Regions from separate parts of the Sus scrofa genome. Here all the other regions are linked to region 3. Evidence: chromatin contacts called from public promoter capture Hi-C data. All regions are on one chromosome and are shown on one strand. Each heading gives the region's core, a stretch centred on a gene start, on an enhancer-like site or on the middle of the called end of the contact. The rest is flanking DNA. Distances are from core to core; before and after follow the strand shown. Region 1 holds the start of SRRM1 (serine/arginine repetitive matrix protein 1). Region 2 holds the start of PDIK1L (serine/threonine-protein kinase PDIK1L). Region 3 holds the start of TMEM50A (transmembrane protein 50A).

Region 1 (4,477 bases), core at 1,362-3,861, 550 kb before region 3:
ACCAATTACAAGATTGGCAGCAAAAGAGCAGATTCAGTGAAGGGAGGTCAGTATCATAGAGAATATTAAGATGTGGACATTGTGATTTCATAGTCCCATCTGGTTAACTTGCTCTTTCTGTGGAAGCCAGTCTTTGACCCTCTGACAGTGCTTTTGTTTATGCAACAAATTTTATTGAGGTGTTCCTATTGTGGCTCAGCAGAAACAAATCTGACTAGTATCCATGAGGACGCAGGTTCAATCCCTGGCCTCGCTCAGTGGGTTAGGGATTCAGCGTTGCCATGAGCTGTGGTGTAGGTTGCAGATGGGGCTCAGCTCCTGTGCTGCTGTGGCTGTGGTGTAGGCTGGCAGCTACAGTTCTGATTCGACCCCTAGTCTGGGAACTTTCATGTGCTAAAGGTGTGGCCCTAAAAAGACAAAAAAAAAAAAAAAAGACAAAAGCAAACAAACAAACCCACTTTAACGAGCCTACCCTATAGGACAGACACTGTTTTAGGTGCTAGGGCCATATCAATATACAAAACAGACAGACATCCTGACTTTAAGGAGCTTACATTCTAGTGTGGGAAACAGACAATAAACATATTAAAAATAGGTAAATATTAGAAGGTGATAAATGCTGAGGGTGGGGGAAACAGTAGGTTAAGAGGCATCAAGGGTGTAAAGAGAGTTAAGTGATCAATTTCCAGGGTAGCCTCATTGAGAAGGTGATACTTGAGTAAAGCTTGAAATTTGCAAGTAGATATGTGGGGAGAGAGCATTCTGGCAGAAGATACAACCAGAAGTTCAAGCACTGCGCAGTGTTAGGGTACTAGGAAATGAGATTCAAGAAGACGGGGTGTGTGTGTGTGTGTGTGTGTTAGTTCCCATCGTGGCTCAGTGGTTAACGAATCCAACTAGGAATCATGAGGCTGTGGGTTCGATCCCTGGCCTTGCTCAGTGGGTTAAGGATCCGGCATTGTGTAAGCTGTGGTGTAGGTCGCAGACGTGGCTTGGATCCCGAATTGCTGTGACTGTGGCGTAGGCGGGTGGCTACAGCTCCGATTAGACCCCTAGCCTGGGAACCTCCATATGCCAAGGGAGTGGCCCTAGAAAAAAAGGCAAAAAAAAAAAAAAAAAAAGATGTGGGGGCATTTCCATTTCCTGGGATTCCACCTTTGCTGGAGAAAAGGAGGAGGTATTGGGAGGTTTTGAGCTTGAGTGACTTGCCTAAGGTTTTCCAACGGGCTCACTCTGGTGCATTTAGAACAGATGCTGATCCGCAAGGGTAGAAGCAGGGAAACCAGATAGGAGGCTAGGGCAGAAGTTCAGGCCAAAGATGATGGTGCTTTGAACCTAGACGATAGCAGAGTGGGTTTCTTGATGGTTTGGCAGTGAGATGTGGGAGGAAGAGGAGTCCAGCTTTTTTTTTTTCTTTTTTAGGGCCACACCTTTGGCATACGGAAGTTCTCAGGCTAGGGTTCGAATGGGAGCTACAGCCGCAGGCCTATGCCACAACCACAGCAACAGGAGATCCTTACCCTCCTGTGCAAGGACAGGGATCGAATCCGTGTCATCATGGATACTAGTAGGGATTTGTTACCAATGAGCCACAATGGGAACTCCAAGAGGAATCGAGATTAACAACCAAGGCTTGTATCTTAAACAAAAGGAAAGATACTGCCATCAACTGAGGTAGGGAAGACTTTGGGAGGGACAGGTCGGGTTTTTGGCCTGGTGGAGGGTGGAGGGAGGGAGTTCCAGGCAGAACAGGAGAAACGAGGAGCCCAGTTCCTACTTATGTTACGTTCGTGACGTCTGTCCAAGCGGAAACATTGAACAGGACGTTGCCAATACATGTTCGAAGCTCAGAGGAGAGGCCTTGAGCTGGAAACCTATGAAGTTGTTGGCAGAATTGGTATTTGAAGCCAAGAGAGTGAATACATTGTGAACAAAAATCAGGAAAGGGAGGCAAGTGTGTGTTGGGGGGGGTGTGTGTGTGTGGTTACGTTACAAAAGATGGCTAGAGAAGGGTCACATGTTCCCTTTCAGAGAAAAAGAGAGTGCATAAAGGAAAGGAGGCAGAAGGCATCCGGTTGCAGGCCCTCGCAGCCAGAGCTGGGCCGGTGAGGCACACGTGAGCTCCGAAAGTCCCGAAGCCTGAAGGCCGGCTTCCTTTCCGTCAGACTCTGCCCGGGGGCCCCGGCTCTCATCAGCTTCCTGCCGGTTCCGAAACTCATCTAACGGACATTTCCAGCTTCTCCCCAAAGCTAAGGAGTTGTAGCGGAAGTCGAGGGTGCGGGACCAAAACGCAGATTTCATTCATAGTACAGAGCTCGACTACTTCAGGGCCGACCTCGATAACTGGAAACTCGTAAAAGCAACACAATCACAACTTTTCTAACGAAAGCGGAGGCCGCAGGCTTCTCCTCTGCGCAAGAGCGGCCTCACAAGCGTCACCCTGAGGTAACAGCCTTTCTCCACAAGCTCTCCATGGAGCCCCCCCCCGGGGGGGGGCAGAAAGCCGCCCCCACTACGGGTCGAAGGAAGGGTCAATTCACGCTGAGCGAACAAGGCTGGTTAAGCGCCACAAAAGGTTTTGCAGGGCGGGGCGACCGGACGACACTCTCTTGCTCGCTCCCATTGGCTGTGGTCGCGAGGCTCTCCTCAAGGACTGGCCACTGGAGAAGCTCGGAGTCCGGTAGCAGCCCGCCTCCCGGAACGCGCGTGCGCACACTTGGCGAGCGCTCTCCACACTGAGCAAGCGCGGCCTCGTGTCCGCTGGAAGGGCGGGTGGAGCAGCGCGAGCTGCGTCCCGGCGCTCGGCTTTCCCTGCCGGTCCCGCCCTCCGTCGCGGTGGCGCGGTGCACCTTGGGATAGGGAGCGATCTCCGAGCGAGGCAGCAAGATGGACGCGGGATTCTTCCGCGTAAGTAGGAGCGCGGGGATCTGGGGTGAGGTGAGGGGCTTATCGAAAAGGCCCAGCAGGAGGCCTAAACTCGAGATGGGGTGGCCAGCGAGCGGAGACTTCGAAGATCCTGAGGATCCTCGTTGCCAGTGGACGCTTCCCCACTACCCTGCGGCGGGGACCGGTGCGCCCCTGCGCAGTCTCCTCCTCCGGGATCGTCCCCCCTACGCGGCAGCGACGGTCGCCGGAAAATGGCGGCGGGAATGGGCCTGAGCGGTACCTTCCCGCCCGCCTCCCTGGCAGGGCCTGCAGGGAGAGCCGCGCGCCCCACCGGGTCCTGGGGCCTAGCGGACCCGCGAGGAGGAAGTCCCTGGGGGGAGGCCGGAGGGAAACCCTGAGGTGACTGGCGGCAGGAGGGCCCTGGGGAGGACAGGTTTGGGGGTACCGCCTCAGGAGAGCGGGTGAGAGGACCGGAAGCAGCCTTGAGCCGCTTTTCTTGAGAAAGCGGGCACCAAACCCCCTCCCCCCGCGCCTCGCGCGCCCTCCCTCTTGGTCTAAGCCTTCCCGAAGGCTCCGGGTCAGAGTTCGCGGGAGCTCCCGCCCAATTTGATAGCCCTTCAGGGAGGGGAATGCAGATAATTTGTAGTTAGAACGTTTGAGTCTGAGACTCCAGGCAGAGGGTGCAACAAAAAGTATGCGCGTTTGTGGAGGCAGGGGTATGGAGTGGATCTACTCTTCGTTCCCGCTCACCGCCCCCCACCCCCTGTGAACGTTCTCTTGAAAATCTTTTTGGTGAAAAGGTTCCTCTTGATTCTCGCCCATCACCTGGAGATGGGGACGTTTTCTCGTCGTAGTTGGCCCTCAGGGCCCATACTTTTACCGGGCGCGTGCTGGACTCTTTTGGTCCCCTTTTACACTCCCGTAGGACCCATTCGAGATCTCGATGGGTGGGAAGTGACACTGATTGGACTAGAGTTTGCAAATTCTTTTTAAGGCAGAACGGACCATATAGAGACCAGTTGATTTAAGTCAGAATCTGTAGTGCATATTGGCTCTTTCCATTCCCTGGAGCATGTTACATGCAGTTTCTGTGTGTTTAAAGGAAAAGATAAAAGAGGGTAAGACCGGGACTTTAAGATATGTCTTGACACTCCAAAGCTAGCATTGAAATGCCTTTTGTCTTGGCTTTAAATGTGCCAACTAGTTTTTCATTAAAGGTTGAAGTGTTATTCCAAGAATTTGATACAGCCGGTTGTTTGATTGTTCTTAGGTTATGCAAACAGTACTATAGTTATTTATGTAATGATCGTTTCCAGTGAGTTTATATCAAATTTTCACACTGCAGATGAACTCTCCATTTTGTGATTTCCATCAAAGTTTTTTTGTGGTAAATACTCAACATATCCTGTAGTCTGAATGTATTCTTTTGAAACAAGTCTGTTCTTTTAATTTTTTCTTGTTATTGTCACTTTCCCTCGGAAGAGAGTTCCAACAGAAAAAGAACAAAGTGGCTGTTTTAAGAATGAGATTTGCTTTTAGTGTTGGTAAAAATCTGGAAGGAAAGGGCAGTGTTTTATATATTGCCTTGGGT
Region 2 (4,029 bases), core at 880-3,379, 680 kb after region 3:
CTCTGTGTAGTTATGCCACTTCATTTCTTTCCATTTGTTTTTAATTTTTATAATGTCTTATTCTTTTCATTGAACTTTGCTTTATAACTATGCAACATTTACAAGTTTCCAAAATAGTAACTATAAAAGAAGGAACATTCATAGAAATCTCATTTCCATCCCTACCCACTCCATCCCACGTAGCAAACAAGTTTCAGAAGACTGAGTTTATTCTTTCACTATTTAACGTTTTTTGAGGGGGTGCACCCACGGCATGTGGAAGTTCCCAGGTTAGGGATCAAACCCAGGCCACCGCAGTGACCTGAGCCACTGCAGTGACAACACTGGATCCTTAACCCTCTGAGCCACACATGAACTCTTACTATTTAACTTTTAAATATAAGCAATTAAAGCATATTTATATGCCCCTACTACTTACACAGAAGATAGTATACTATAAAACACTGTTATGCACCTTGCTTATTTCCCTTAACATGTGGACATCACTACATATTAGTTCTGCTTATCAGTACATATAAGAACTCTTCCATATATATTTTTTACAGCTACATAGCACTGCATCCTATACAGGTACTATAATTTATTCAGCAAGTTACTTACTGACACATGAGAAGTTTCCAACCTTTTGCTGTCAAAATGTCATAATGAATAGCCTTGTGCACACAGTGGTTAGAATTTTGCCAATGTATCACTAAAAAAGATTCCTAGAAGTTTAGCCTTGACCTAGGATTACTGGGTGAAAGAGTAAATACATATGCAATGTGGCCATAGATTGCTAAATTTCCTTAATTAGAGTTACATCATTTTGCCTCCCCACCAGCAATGTATAGCAATGCTATCCTCTGGAGTATTTTGGCACCATAATTTTGGCAGATAGAGGAGCCTGGAGAAATGAATCATAGACAAAGTTTCTGTCCCCAGGAACTCTCAGTCTAGTAGAAAGCCTATTGGCAAACATACTCATATAATGTAATTTTCAGAGCAGATTTATTCTGAAGCTTAAGTTTCAGAGTCCCTCACTTACAAAGACCCTTTCCAAATCCCTAGCAATGGGTTCATTTTGTAATCTTTTTCCTAAAGAGGACATGCCAAATTATTTAAACATCTACCTCACAGACTTTAGAGTCAGTTTCTTAACTTTGGGGTTTGGGGAGTGGATTCCAAATTCTGCAGCCAGCTTGAGAGGAGGAATTCCTGTATTTAATGACTGAGACAAACTGAGACAAACAAAAGGACAAGGCTCCTTTGACCAAGAGACACCCCTCCCCTGATTCTGATCAGTTACCCCACAGGTGTCCAGCTGGCTATCTACACAGAGCCCTCTATTTTCCCTGTAGTTTTTTTGTTTTTTGCTTTTTAGGGCTGCACCTGAGGCATATGGAAGTTCCCAGGCTAGGGGTCAAATCGGAGCTGCAGCTGTGAGCCTACATACACCACAGCCACAGTGACCCGGGATCCAAGCTGCATCTTCGACCTATGCTGCAGCTCACGGGCATCGTGGATCTTTAATCCAATAAGCGAGGCCAGGGATCAAACCCACATCTGCATGGATACTAGTTGCGTTCTGAACCGCTGAGCCACAATGGGAAGTCCTTTCCTCTACTTTCAAGGGTAGAAAGCAAGCCTTAGATTACATCAGTATTCCCAGGAGACAGCTAACCTCACTTCGCACTCAGGGCAAAAGCCTGAAGGGATTACAGAGCAGGGGGTTTTGGGGGCGGGGGTAAAGGGGTCACACCAGCTGAGTGGGTATTCAAGGCAGGTGCTCCCCCCTCAAAACAAACAACTTTCGCCAAATAAGACAAAGATCCGTTTTTGCTTTTGTTTTTCACCTCTAAAAGCAAGATTCGTCATAAAGCCTGTCCTTGTGGGGTTTGGTTGGGATTAGGAGACAACATTTAAAGACTTAACCCAGCCCCAGACTTTGCAGAGAAGCTGCATAAGTGGAGGACAGAAAATAAAATGGGTAATTGGTTGATTCTTGAGGGCAGGAGCAGGGATTCTTTGCACATCGTGCCTTGTACAGCACTGGGAGGAGGACTAGCCACTTTATTGACAAATAGTTGGTGCAGAATAAATCAGTTTAGAAGGAATGAAGGTTTCTGGCAGATAAAATATCGAACGACCGATTGGTCCGGGTCTCTGAGCAAGTGACAGTCCCGGACTGGCTATGAGGTGAACGCTTCCCTGGATTTGGCTGACAGCTGTCGGGTACCCCAATGACTCAAGCTGACCGTCGGGCCCCAAGAACGGCTGTCTTCGCTGTCAATCCCGGCTCCCGCCAACCCGGGCCTCCCCCTCTAGATGCGCAGGGCGGGGGTGGGGGAGGCCGACCCTCCACGAAGAGCCCGCGGGTGCCGCCACCGGGTAGGCGTGCGCGCGCGGCAACGGCCAAGTGCGGGCGCCACGGTCCCTTCCTCCCCACTGGGGGCAGGGCGCCCGTGACTCGCGGCGGCCGGGCACCGGAACAATGCGGCTTCGGCTTCTTTAAGGGAGATACCACCGCGCCGGCGGGGCAGGGGACTGCATCTTCCCAGATGATCGCACCCAGCCCCGCGCCGCCGCTGCCTCGGCAACTCCACCGCCCGCAAAAATGGCTCAGTGACTCTGACAAAAGGTGCAGCCTCCCGCTCGGCGGGGTGGACGCCAGGCCTCCCAGCTCGGGCCGTGCCTCCCCGCGAGCCCGCGGAAGAGGCCCGCATCCTGCAGGCATCTCAGGCCCGCGCCGAGGAAGATGCACCAGGCGTTCCACCCCAGCGACCCCGCACACCTGCCCGCAGCTCGGTAGGTCGTGAATGGAGGCGGGGCGGGGGAGGGGAGGGCGCCGACAGCACGCACCCCTAGGCCCGGACCTGCTGCTGCGGACCACCCAGGACCGCAGGCCGTGCGAGCCTGCCGCAGCTGGAAGGCGACCGAGTCCCGTGCATGGAGCGGCCTCCGACTCCCGGGCCCGACCACCCCTGCGGGGAGGGGCACGAGTGGTGCGTTCCGGAGCGCGCACCCCTTCCGCGACTCCCGTGTCCTGAAAGCCAGGGGAGCCGGGAGGAAGCCAGCGGAGCGCCGGGCGCGCGCCCAATAGGACTGGAGCTCGGCGTCCCCGCTCGCGCTACGGAAAGCCGGAGGGGGGCGGGGCCGCGCGGCGTAAGGGGGTGTGTCCGCGCGCACCACGGGGGCGCGCGCCGGCCTCTGACTGGAGGCCGCGGCGGCGGAGGCGCGAGCTGCCCGATAATGGCGGCCTGCAGAGCCCGTGAGAGGGAGAAGCGGCGGCGGCTACCCTGAGGTAAATCTGGCCCCTCGGCCTGGCAGAGAGGCCTTGAAGCAGAGCCGAAGGCCCTGCACGTGCCTCCGGCCCCAGGAGTCCTGTCACAGGGCTGTCAGCACAGTCATCCTGGGGAAGGCCCCTCGCACCTCAGGCCTCCGGCCCGCACCCCTCAGGCCACCGGCCCCAGCTGCGGCCTCCTCTAATTCCCGTGGTCCCGGGCCTCAGCCGCCGGCCCCGAGAAGTAGGGACAACTGCAGGACCGGCTCTTCGGGGTGAAGGGCCCCTGGAGGATCCCCTCCGGGTTTCAGCTGGACGCAGCCGAGGAGGGGGAGGGCCTGATACTTGGCCAATGAGCGGGGCCCTGAGCCGCCGCGTCTGGCAGCACCTCTGCCCAGGACTGGCCCTTCCCGGGCGCCAGCAGGTGTACTGCCTGGCCTGCCCGCGTCCGGGGCTGCGTGCGCCCGGCAGGCGCGAGGGCCGGGAGATGCCGTCGTAAATTACCAAGGTTCTCCCGGGATGCTTCACCGTGCTAGGTTTTGACCCCGGATCTCAAGGATTTCATAAACACCTCCTCCCCCTTATTCAGGTGCTCTTTCGTGTGAGGATGTGGGTCGGCTTCAAAAACACGAGCCCCTTTGAGATGGATAGTAATTGGCGATCCACGGAGAGCAGGAAAGCATGTCCACTGTGTAGTTGGGGCAGAGGACTCCGAGGCAGGAAATCAGATGCTTGGAAATAGAGTAGGAATTTGATGAGTGGGTGTCCAG
Region 3 (4,111 bases), core at 1,454-3,953:
GCTATGTTATGTAGATATACTATGTGAACCACACAAATCCAGATTGCCGGTATCAGTGGTTAACAGAAGGCAGACAATCACCATATTCATTCATAAAAAAGGGTGTTGTCTTCAGCCTCTCTTGGGAGGGCCACAATATAGGTTTTGTACCCCTGCGCTCCCCTCAAATATTTGCACTCACTGCTGAAAACCAGGGCATTTTCACCCAGGACAGATGTCTTAGAAAATGGGACTTTCGGGAACAGTCCCAATCTGCCCCAGTTGGTTCCCCAAAACAAAGTTCGTTACTGTTCCACTTTCATGAGTGAGAGCCTGTCTACTGTTTTCAGATCTGTTATTTTGACTTTGGCAAATTACATTCAGCTAGGTTTTCTGAGGAGTGTAACCTAAGGTAAATCAAACAAAAATGGTTCACCAGATCTTTCTAAGAGTAGTTTTTCTTAAAGTTTTGTTTGGATAAATCTGGTTTACTTCGAGCTTTGCGGTATTTGGTACAGCTGTTCCACTGTTTCTTTAACTCCAGTAACAGTTCTGAGACTAGCTGGCAGGTCAAGGTTGGCTATTCCTAAGGATTTAGCTGTGCAGGCTTTTGCTAGTGCTAATAGCTCCATTTCATCTACAAAGGAAAAAAACCAAACACTCATTAATTCCATAGAATACCCCCAAAAGGCTAAGAATGACAAATTAAGGATGCACTTTATTATACAAGCAAGATTAAGATGCTCACTTACAAAATATCTGACAGTCTTATGCCAGTAAATTTAAAAAAGAGTGGAGACAGAAAACGCAAAGAGGAAGGAAGATTAATGCGTTCCTCTCACAGTCATTAGTTAACTTATTAAAAGCTGAAGGCAAGATTAATTAAAGCTGTTCAGAGCTGGTAAACTATTGTGTCATTAATAGACATTTAAGGAGTTTCCCATCGTGGCTCAGTGGTTAACGAATCTGACTAGGAACTATGAGGTTGCAGGTTCGATCATTGGCCTTGCTCAGTGGGTTAAGGATCTGGTGCTGGTGTGAGCTGTGGTGTAGGTTGCAGATGTGGCTTGGATCCCGTGTTGCTGTGGCTGTGGTGTAGGCCGGCGGCTACAGCTCCGATTCGACCCCTAGCCTGGGAACCTCCATGTGCCACGAGAGCGGCCCAAGAAATGGCAAAAAGACAAAAAAAAAAAAAAAAAAAAAAGACATTTAAAAGGTTCCATTAAGAACTGCCCTCACTAGATTCCTCCACTGGACCATTTAAAGTCACCATTACTCTTTAATTCCAAGGAATAAGAATGATGTCCCTTTAAAAATAGGCTATGGATTGTTATTGCATAGTTTTGTCTACTAATCACCTAATGCCCATCCCTCACCCAAAGCTGGAGATTTCATACATCAAAAGAAATCAAAGAAATTAAACGACACAAAAACCTTGGTTTCCTCGTCTACTCATACATATACCCCTACATGTAAAAGAGGTGAACCTGTGCGCCTCTCTTAGCGACAAAAAAAACCTTCCTAACCTCTTTTACTTATGTGAAACCGGGTTCTGCTCCGCGACCTCTTCCTGGATCTCTCCCTCCAGGTGCTCTGTTCTTTCGGATACACCACAGGGTAAAAGACCTAGTGCTATCGCCTGCGCGTGATCAAAGAGGCCCTTCTGTAATACGACCTTTCCTGAGAGAGGTACCTCCAGCAGAATAGCGAGCGGCGCCTGTAATTTCTCTTCTGGCGCCTTCAGGAACGAGACTGTGACTTGCCTCTTCTCCGGAGCGGGCTATGACTCTTGTACCACCATCGACTCCACCGAGACGCTGGAATGCGACCGAGAGCTTCTTGGAAGGGACGATCCCAGCCACAAGTCATTCTCTTAGCTGACACCATTGCCTCCGGCTGTGAAAAGGGTCACTTCTTCAGAATCCAGATTATCTCCTAAACATTGGTTCTCAAGCCGGTCGCTTTTCCCCAGGGGCGAGTGTTTGGCAGTCTGGAGACATTTTTGGTTGTTATAAGTGGAGGAAAGCGGGTGATGCAGATTAATCATGCTACAGCAGCACGGGACAGAGGCCCTCCCCCCCGAATTGTCTGGTCCCAAACGTCAGTAATACCTAGGCTCAGAAACCCTACCTTCAAGCAAACTGAAAAAAACGTCAACTCCTAGAAGTGGGTCACCGCGCCGGGACGCACCTGGGTCTCCCAAGTAGCAGGCTAGCAGAACTCGGCGTTACCCGCCTTCCGGGAACCGCCCCTTATAGATGCAAAGTTTCCGCGAGGGCGGGGGCGGCTCTGAGAAAAATTTTAAACAAGACTTAAAAACCGGATTAGAGCTGTTGGGCCAGATCTACCTTCTGCACCGCACCTGAGACAACTACGGAACGGGCTCCAGCACTAGAAGAATAATCACCTCTCTGAAGACTGGATATAAAGCCCAAGCAAACGCCTTCTTTTGAAAGCAAAGAGCAACTTCTCACACCTACCCTTGAAAGCTGCACGCAACTACCATTTCCGACATCCAGCTGTGGACAGAGCGCAGCGGATAGGCCCTAGAGCTGGCGCGTTCCGAGCATGCGCAGAGACACCGGCGTGGTGGGCGTGGCTCTCTGGCTCTTTCTGAGCCCATCTTCCTTCCTTCCCAGGCCTCTTCCTACGCCCGGAGCCGCATGCGCATTCCTGCCCCGGGGGCGGTGCTGTTCGATCCGGGTATCCGGCGGCCTGTGGCTGTTTTGCTTTCTTGGCTGGAACTGGGGAAGTGGGGCAACCCCGCGCGGGGCAACACCGGGTTCCGGACCGACTGCACGGGCGGGGCTGGACGTAAGTGCCAGGCGGGAGTGGGGGAAAGAGAGGCACTGCCGCAGGCCGGATGAAGTGCGGACCCGGGACTGTCTGCCCGGCCGATGCTGACCAGGTCGTTGCGTCCCACCCTCTGGGAAGCTGTAGGCTCAGGCTGTGCCTTCCTGGACCCTTCCTGGCCACTTCCTGCCCACCCGTGTCCCACCCGCGGCGGGAGGGGGCGACCGTGCCTTCCCCGAGGACGTCACAGGATCCCTGAAAATCACCATGCCCCCCTTTAGGGCGAACTGACACTCCGGAAGGGAGTGTAAGCCTGCGGGTTCACTCAGCGAGGGAGGGGGCCGAGCTAGAACTAGTTCCCGCTTCTTCCCAGTCCCAGTCCACTCTACACCTGAAATCCCCAGAGCCTGGAGGGCGGAGTTTGGGCCTGAGTGTGCGGGTAATTAACCGTAGACAAATGGTTTGGGGCGGGGTCACTGGAGTGAACCGAAAATAACATACTGATTGCTTTTCCTCCCAGGGAGGAATAAAAAGAGTGAATTTTCAACATTGGACTTGTCTTAAAGGCATATTAACACTAGTTATAATCACGGTTTTTAATATTTAATTTTTATAGTGTCTAATTTTTATATTTATTTATTTTTGTCTTTTCTTGGGCCGCTCCCAAAACATATGGAGGTTCCCAGGCTAGGGGGTCTAATTGGAGCTGTAACCGCCAGCCTACACCACAGCCACAGCAATGTAGGATCCGAGCAGTGTCTGTGACCTACACCACAGCTCATGGCAACACCGGATCATTAACCCACTGAGCGAGGCCAGGGATCGAACCTGCAACCTCATGGTTCCTAGTCCGATTCATTAACCACTGAGCCACAACGGAACTCCAATATAGTGTCTAATTTTTAAAAGGGAGGCTCCAGCTGGATTCATTGCTCTTTTTTAGGATGTGTTTTTGGGCAACCATGATTGCTGGCTACAGATTAGCTTCACGGACGGTTAAAATTAGCTGCGGGAGTTTGGGTGTTTGATTATTCTTACTATTTTTGGTCTTTTTAGGGCTGTGCCCTTGGCATACGGAAGTTCCCAGGGTTGGTTATTGCTGCACCTCCGCGGGAGCTCCAGTTGGCTTGATTATTAACAAGTTAGACTTAATGCAAACTTTTTCATATTCTGAAATAGTGATAATATGGATATGTCTCAGACCAGGTCTGTATAGCCCAGTTCAAAGGAATGTTTTATGTAGTTGTTATCCGTGGAAATTTATGATAATTTAGCAGTGGATTTTCTTTTTTTTTTATCTGAATTAATATTGACTTAAATTTTGTGCTTTCATTTGACT

The links. Promoter capture Hi-C pulls out the DNA fragments that hold promoters and counts their contacts.
Region 1: a contact with region 3 is called in a promoter capture Hi-C map of liver, with 6 times the contacts expected there. The contact joins the promoter of SRRM1 here to the promoter of TMEM50A in region 3. A contact is called at or near these places in 1 of 5 promoter capture datasets (liver), 2 of 47 Hi-C or Micro-C datasets (heart right ventricle and liver) and 1 of 2 datasets of contacts at active chromatin or transcription factors (alveolar macrophages).
Region 2: a contact with region 3 is called in a promoter capture Hi-C map of liver, with 2.4 times the contacts expected there. The contact joins the promoter of PDIK1L here to the promoter of TMEM50A in region 3. A contact is called at or near these places in 1 of 5 promoter capture datasets (liver) and 1 of 2 datasets of contacts at active chromatin or transcription factors (alveolar macrophages).

Annotation. Positions count from the first base shown.
Region 1 is chr6:82,306,581-82,311,057 of Sscrofa11.1, forward strand. It overlaps SRRM1 (serine/arginine repetitive matrix protein 1), which reads left to right and starts at 2,612. Exons shown (of 16, transcript XM_021095577.1): 1 at 2,612-2,907. The coding sequence starts at 2,887. It also overlaps the pseudogene LOC100522323.
Region 2 is chr6:83,540,607-83,544,635 of Sscrofa11.1, forward strand. PDIK1L (serine/threonine-protein kinase PDIK1L) reads left to right here and starts at 2,130. Exons shown (of 4, transcript XR_001309276.2): 1 at 2,130-2,784.
Region 3 is chr6:82,858,982-82,863,092 of Sscrofa11.1, forward strand. It overlaps TMEM50A (transmembrane protein 50A), which reads left to right and starts at 2,704. Exons shown (of 7, transcript NM_001243626.1): 1 at 2,704-2,793. It also overlaps a transcript of RSRP1 not described here.